2 separate regions of the Ovis aries genome follow, and region 2 is linked to region 1. The links are chromatin contacts, called in public Hi-C maps. All regions are on one chromosome and are shown on one strand. Each heading gives the region's core, a stretch centred on a gene start, on an enhancer-like site or on the middle of the called end of the contact. The rest is flanking DNA. Distances are from core to core; before and after follow the strand shown. Region 1 has its middle 37 kb from the start of KLHL31. Region 2 overlaps GCLC (glutamate-cysteine ligase catalytic subunit).

Region 1 (2,700 bases), core at 142-2,641:
CTGCTATCTCACGTTGTGACCTTGGAAACTAACAGCCTTAACTTCATGCCTGCTTTTAAGATACAGAAAGAAAGTGTTGCTCCAGGCTTCCTTTAAACAGAGGGTCCCCCTTTGCTATTTCCCCAGCTGGTGAAGTTCTCTGCTCGCAGATGGCCTCTGGTGCAGGTTGAGGAGTGTCTCTGAGGCCGTCTCTTTCTTCTTTCTCCCACGTCAACGCCAACAATGACCAACTAAATAGCTTTTAGAATTTTACCTTCTGGGGTGACATCCACACGAAGAACAACAGATTTAAAGACAGGACAAAGACCATTTCTTCCAAACCTGGAAGCACACTAAAACAGAACTCAAGTGAAACAGTAGAAGAGAGTTTTTCTTAGAAGATCAAGTCTAAGGGTGAAACATGTTTACGCTCCTCATTTAAGGAGTGAAGATTCTCAGACTAGTGGGCAAAAGTTGATCGACTCTGAATTCTCCTCGGCAATTAGCAAATCCACACCTGTTATTGTTTGCATTGTGTCCCCCGCCCCCAAAGAGATGTTGAAATCCTAACCCTTGGTATTTGGGAACGTGATCTTATTTGGAATCAAGGTCTTTGCAGACTTGATCAAGGTAAGTTGAGGTCATTAAGGTGGTACCGATCCAACACCCTAAGGGAAGTTTGGACACACACACACACACACACACACACACACACAGGAAAATGCCGTGAGAAGACACAGGGACACACTGAGAAGATGGTCATGGAGTCATGGAGTTTCAAGTCAAGAAACGCCAAAGATGGGTGGAAGGCTCCAGCAGCTAGGGGAGAAGCACAGAACAGATGCTCCCTCGCAGCCTTCCAGAAGGAACCAACCTTGCTGGCACCTGGATTTTGGACCTCTTGCCTCCAGAACAGCGAAAGAATACTTTTCTATTGTTATGAGTCATCCAAATTGTGGTCATTTGTTATGACAGTCCTGGAAAACTAGTCCACCGCCTGTGGACTCAGATAAATCCTGTGCAGGGCTCCCCTCTGCTCATGTTTGCCAAACGCCCCCTTCCTCCTATTTAGATGCCTCAGGAATGGAATAAATTTAATAATTCTGCCATGAGATGCAACAGGCTGCACTCTGGTTTCAGTTTGACTGATCTTTCAGATAATCTGGGACTTTTAAAGTCTGATGGAAGCGAGCATTGTAATACCCATCCTCTTTTTGTTCTGTGAACTCAGGGACGATGCCGAAGGCGGTTTGGCAGACAGTCAGCCACTGGTAGTATGACTGCAAAACCTGATATGTCAGCTATTGTCCTCCTGTATTAGCGGCATCTTTGGGTGCCATGAACTCATGAAATATAACAAAGCAGTGTATTGTCTAAACTCTTCTGAATATGTGGCTGGTGTTCACATAACTCCCTTTGTCTTGGTCTGTGCCTGTCAAATGGGAATTCTCTGGTGTCTTTGTTTTCCTGTGGAGCCTTCCTCTCTAATCTGGTCCGTGTTTGATGACATGCACAGAAAGGGCACCATGCACCTGGCATAGCCAGGTCACGACAAGCACTGCTGAGCCGTTCTGCAGTCTCTGCATTCCAGGGGGAAAGGAAGGAAATTTTCCAGGAAGAAGAATTGTCACAGCTATCACACTTAGCCTGTAATACCTACGTGCCAAATCCTCCTCTAGGCACTGACAGCAGATAACTCTTTCCATTCTCACGGGTACCACTTGAGGCAGGTACCCTCACTCAACTGCCCAAGCATCTGAATTGCAGGGATGGTAAAGAAAACCTGCTGGTCACAAGATTGGTCAGGGCCGGAGCTGAGCCGAGGGATCCAGGGTGACTGGCTGCAAAGTCTTAGCTTTCACCATCACTCTGTTGGCCTCCTGCCTGGGAAATACTCCCACCCTGAATCTGAATGCTGTGATTTTTTTTTTTTTCCCACTGAAAACTAGCCTTTCTATCCTTTTCAGCTAATGCAAACTTTGGGTCTATGTCCTTGCCCAAGGTTGTGGGATCATCTTTGGAGGAAGGGGAGAGGATGAGATGGCCCCTGGAGCCCAGCTTGAGGGAGTCACGATGGGTGGTGGTATAGAGGTCTCTCCATTGTGGAAAGAGGAAAACCATGTGGGCACCATCGTCAAGCAGTTACATTTCCTCCAACTAGGCCCACTCACCAGAAATCCCTGTTGCTGTTGTTCAGTCGCTCAGTCATGTCTGACTCTTTGTGACCCCATGGACTTCAGCATGCCAGGCTTCCCTTCACTATCTCCCAGAGTTTACTCAAACTCATGTCCACTGAGTTGATGATGCCATCCAGCTATGTCATCCTTTTTTGCCCCCAATCTTTCCCAGCATCAGGCTAAAGATGGAATATTTTACTTAAAAAATTTTTAAAGTAATATTTTACTTTAAAAAGTCATGCTATTATATGATAAAATTAATGATATTGACCATTTGGAGATCTACTCACTTCCTTACAGAATACACACATTTTGGCAGGGGAGTGGGGATGTCAGAGGCCCAGGAAGGGAGGGCTAGGGCCCAGTGCCTTGTCGTCCTGCAGGCCAGCATCTCCACTGGTTGGAGTGGGCAGGAGAGAAGAGAACTAAGGGAAAAGATGGTCAGAAATGCTTCAAGGGCAGGGTTTCAATCCCATCTTCCCCAACACCTCTCCCTGTCAATTAAAAAATAAATTAACCCCTTTATCTTAAAATAACTTTCAGA
Region 2 (2,700 bases), core at 93-2,592, 130 kb before region 1:
GCGTGGTGCGATTCATGGGGTAGCAAAGAGTCGGACAAGAATGAGCGACTGAACTGAAGGGCTGTATATTTTTTTCTTGTATAAAAAGAGGATAACGCCTACCTCAGGGGGTCACTAGTGATTACAAAGAATCACGCCTGTCAAGTGCCTAAAGCGGAAGCGAGTCCACGTATCCTCCAGTGTTACTGGGGATTACCTTCTAAGGTCTCAGCGCAGGGGCACACATATTGAGGCAGAATGGTGTCTTGCAAGTGTTCTTAGCAGGGCACGATGGCCTGTAATCAACATTACCCAAAAGACTTGAGATAGAGCAGAATATCATGAATATTTCACCCTAACGCTGCTTCTCATGGCATTTATTTCCGGTACCCGGGGTCTCAGTAAAAGGAAAGCCTTCTGGCACAACACCCATTAGCACTGCGAAAGCAGGCACGGATCAAGTCACTCCCCTCTCAACCACTGCCAAGGTCTGAAACTTAGAGGAAGGCAGCGCCCATGCCACGCGGCCGCCCGGCTGCTCCAGCCCAGCCCCTCCTCTCCAGTCCTGCCCCCAGGCCGCACCAAGGTGACCGCGGGGCCTTGATGCTTCTCTGGGCCTGCACGGCACCTCTGCTATCTGCTTGGCAAGCTCTGGCCGCAGGCCTTTGGGAAGCTGGCTCCGGAGGGGCTCTGGTCAAGCGCCTACTCTTCAGAGGACCCCTGGCTGACTCCCAACACCAGGACCCCTCTTGGCCCCACATCCAAGGGCTCCACCCACACTTGGGCCTGGTGAAGTTGTGGAAGGTGGTTACCCTGGCCAGAGCAGTCGCAATTTCCCCTCTCTCCTCACAAATATTATAATCATGGACATTAGGGACATGTTTTAATCTCTGGAAAATATGGAAAAGAACCACCGTGTCCCTTCCAACTCTTAACTACTGTTTCTGTAGTTACACTCTTCCAGAAATTCTCACAGTATAGGACCATCTCTTTTTCGTTCCCTCTCAAATGCAAGACATTGCATACTCTGTATTGCCAGGAAGGGAGTTTCTGTTCAAATCCATTGTCTTGCTACCCAAGGCTCACCCCTTCTAGCACATGATCTCTTAGACTGTATGCATACATCAGTGGAAATCTTCCTAAAGCTGATTACGTCCTCTGGCGCTACAACAGGAAGACACTAAACACACTGCCATTTACGAAGGCTTCAGACTCCAGGCAAGTTCATTTCTGTAAGGAGAGGCATAACAGAGCAAGGACCTGGGAGGCAGCCACCGGCTACCGCGCCTAGATCTGCTTCTCCAAGCTGCTCTTGGCACTGGTTTCTCACTATGTAGCTCACCCTGAGCAGAGGAAAGAGACGACCGGCGTGCAGGAACAGCGTACGAAGTGGGTGATCTCTGGGTGAGGGCTTGGGACAGGCTTCCAGGAGTAAAGTGTATGCCCTCTGTGCTACATACTTGCTTCCTAGTTGCGGCTGTTTGCGTTCTGAGGCCAGCAATTCCTGACCCCTGGGTCCCTCTCACCCAGCCAGAGCGGCCCTGGGCCGAGGCAGCACCGCAGGCCGGGCTGCTGTGCCTTCCAAGCGCCCAACTTGTGTAAACACGTGAACACTTGAGCGGGAAATGAGGGGAGTGCTCCCAAATAACCTTTCTAGGTTGCTCTGAGGCTTCCAGGGCTCAGCATATTCTTTCAAACAAAAAACCTTTTTTAAATCAAAAAAAATGTAAACGTTCGCAGAGGCTCTGGCCTCTGGGTTTGTTTTAAAACCCTGCTTCTTCAGCACACAGTTCAGAAAGAGGTTAACTGAATCCACAGGACTGAAAAACAGGCCTGGGGCATGGGAGACAGGACAGTGGGTTTGTGTGAAAATCTACGTTAATTACGAACATCTGGTTTGGGGGTTCTTTTGTAACCTTGTTGTGGAAATAAGTTCAATTACTAAATCCTGACCATAGCAGACACAAACATCTAAAAACACTGAGAGCTCTCCAAACAGAGTGGAGCCGTGGCCGTAGGAACTCTCCAAAAATACACCGACACAGGTAACCAAGCTTTCTGGATGCAGAAGATGTGTTCTTTTGGCTGGATGTCTAACGCTTATGATTCCTGAATTTCTCAAACAAGATCTGAGAAACTCAGCCTTTAAGAGGTGGCAATTCAGGGTCATCGTTCTGAACTACTCAATCCTTTATGATCAGTTTCAGTATACAGTCCCCTTGGCTACTAAGTTCAGTGACCAAAATGCGTATGCTTTCCGAGCTCAATTCTGTTTCTCTCTGAGACTCATAATCAAGATTTCAAGGACCCTACAAGCTGTGAAAACACGCATGGGCTTTGTGCCATTTATCTTGGCAGGAAACCAATTCTTGCTCTTTTCCCAAGTTCTTAATATGTTCGGGATTGGTCTCTGCCAAAGCCTCCGGTCCCTGCCTAACCGGCCAATTTGGGCTCACTTCCGTTCCCGTCCCCATAATCCCTTGAAAGCCTGCCGCCCTCCCTGCCCCCAGGGTGATCCACCGCCCCTGAGGTCCTTCTTGGGGTCCCACACATGCCTGGGTCCCTCATGGGGGTCAGCTGGGTTCAGGGGCGCTGGTCAGGCTTCCTCTCTGGGTCAGGCACCTCGCCCTCCTCAGTTTTAGCCCTGTCTGCAGGCCTGCGGCCGCCCCACCACAAACACAGCCTGCCCAGATGTTGCGCCGGCTTCCTCTGCCCAGTATC

The links. Hi-C and Micro-C count contacts between places; a contact is called where the count stands out from the background.
Region 2: a Hi-C map of mixed tissues shows a contact between it and region 1, with 4 times the contacts expected there. The contact joins two enhancer-like sites. A contact is called at or near these places in 2 of 16 Hi-C or Micro-C datasets (liver and mixed tissues).

The regions. Positions count from the first base shown.
Region 1 is chr20:7,036,747-7,039,446 of ARS-UI_Ramb_v3.0, reverse strand. No RefSeq gene overlaps it. Among named protein-coding and RNA genes, the nearest start is that of KLHL31, 37 kb to the right of the region's middle. Within about 2 kb of position 1,391, at least 9 of the 54 cell types and tissues checked have an H3K27ac peak or open chromatin away from gene starts, as enhancers often do.
Region 2 is chr20:7,170,818-7,173,517 of ARS-UI_Ramb_v3.0, reverse strand. All of the region lies in intron 1 of GCLC (glutamate-cysteine ligase catalytic subunit), which reads right to left. Among named protein-coding and RNA genes, the nearest start is that of GCLC, 15 kb to the right of the region's middle. Within about 2 kb of position 1,342, at least 17 of the 54 cell types and tissues checked have an H3K27ac peak or open chromatin away from gene starts, as enhancers often do.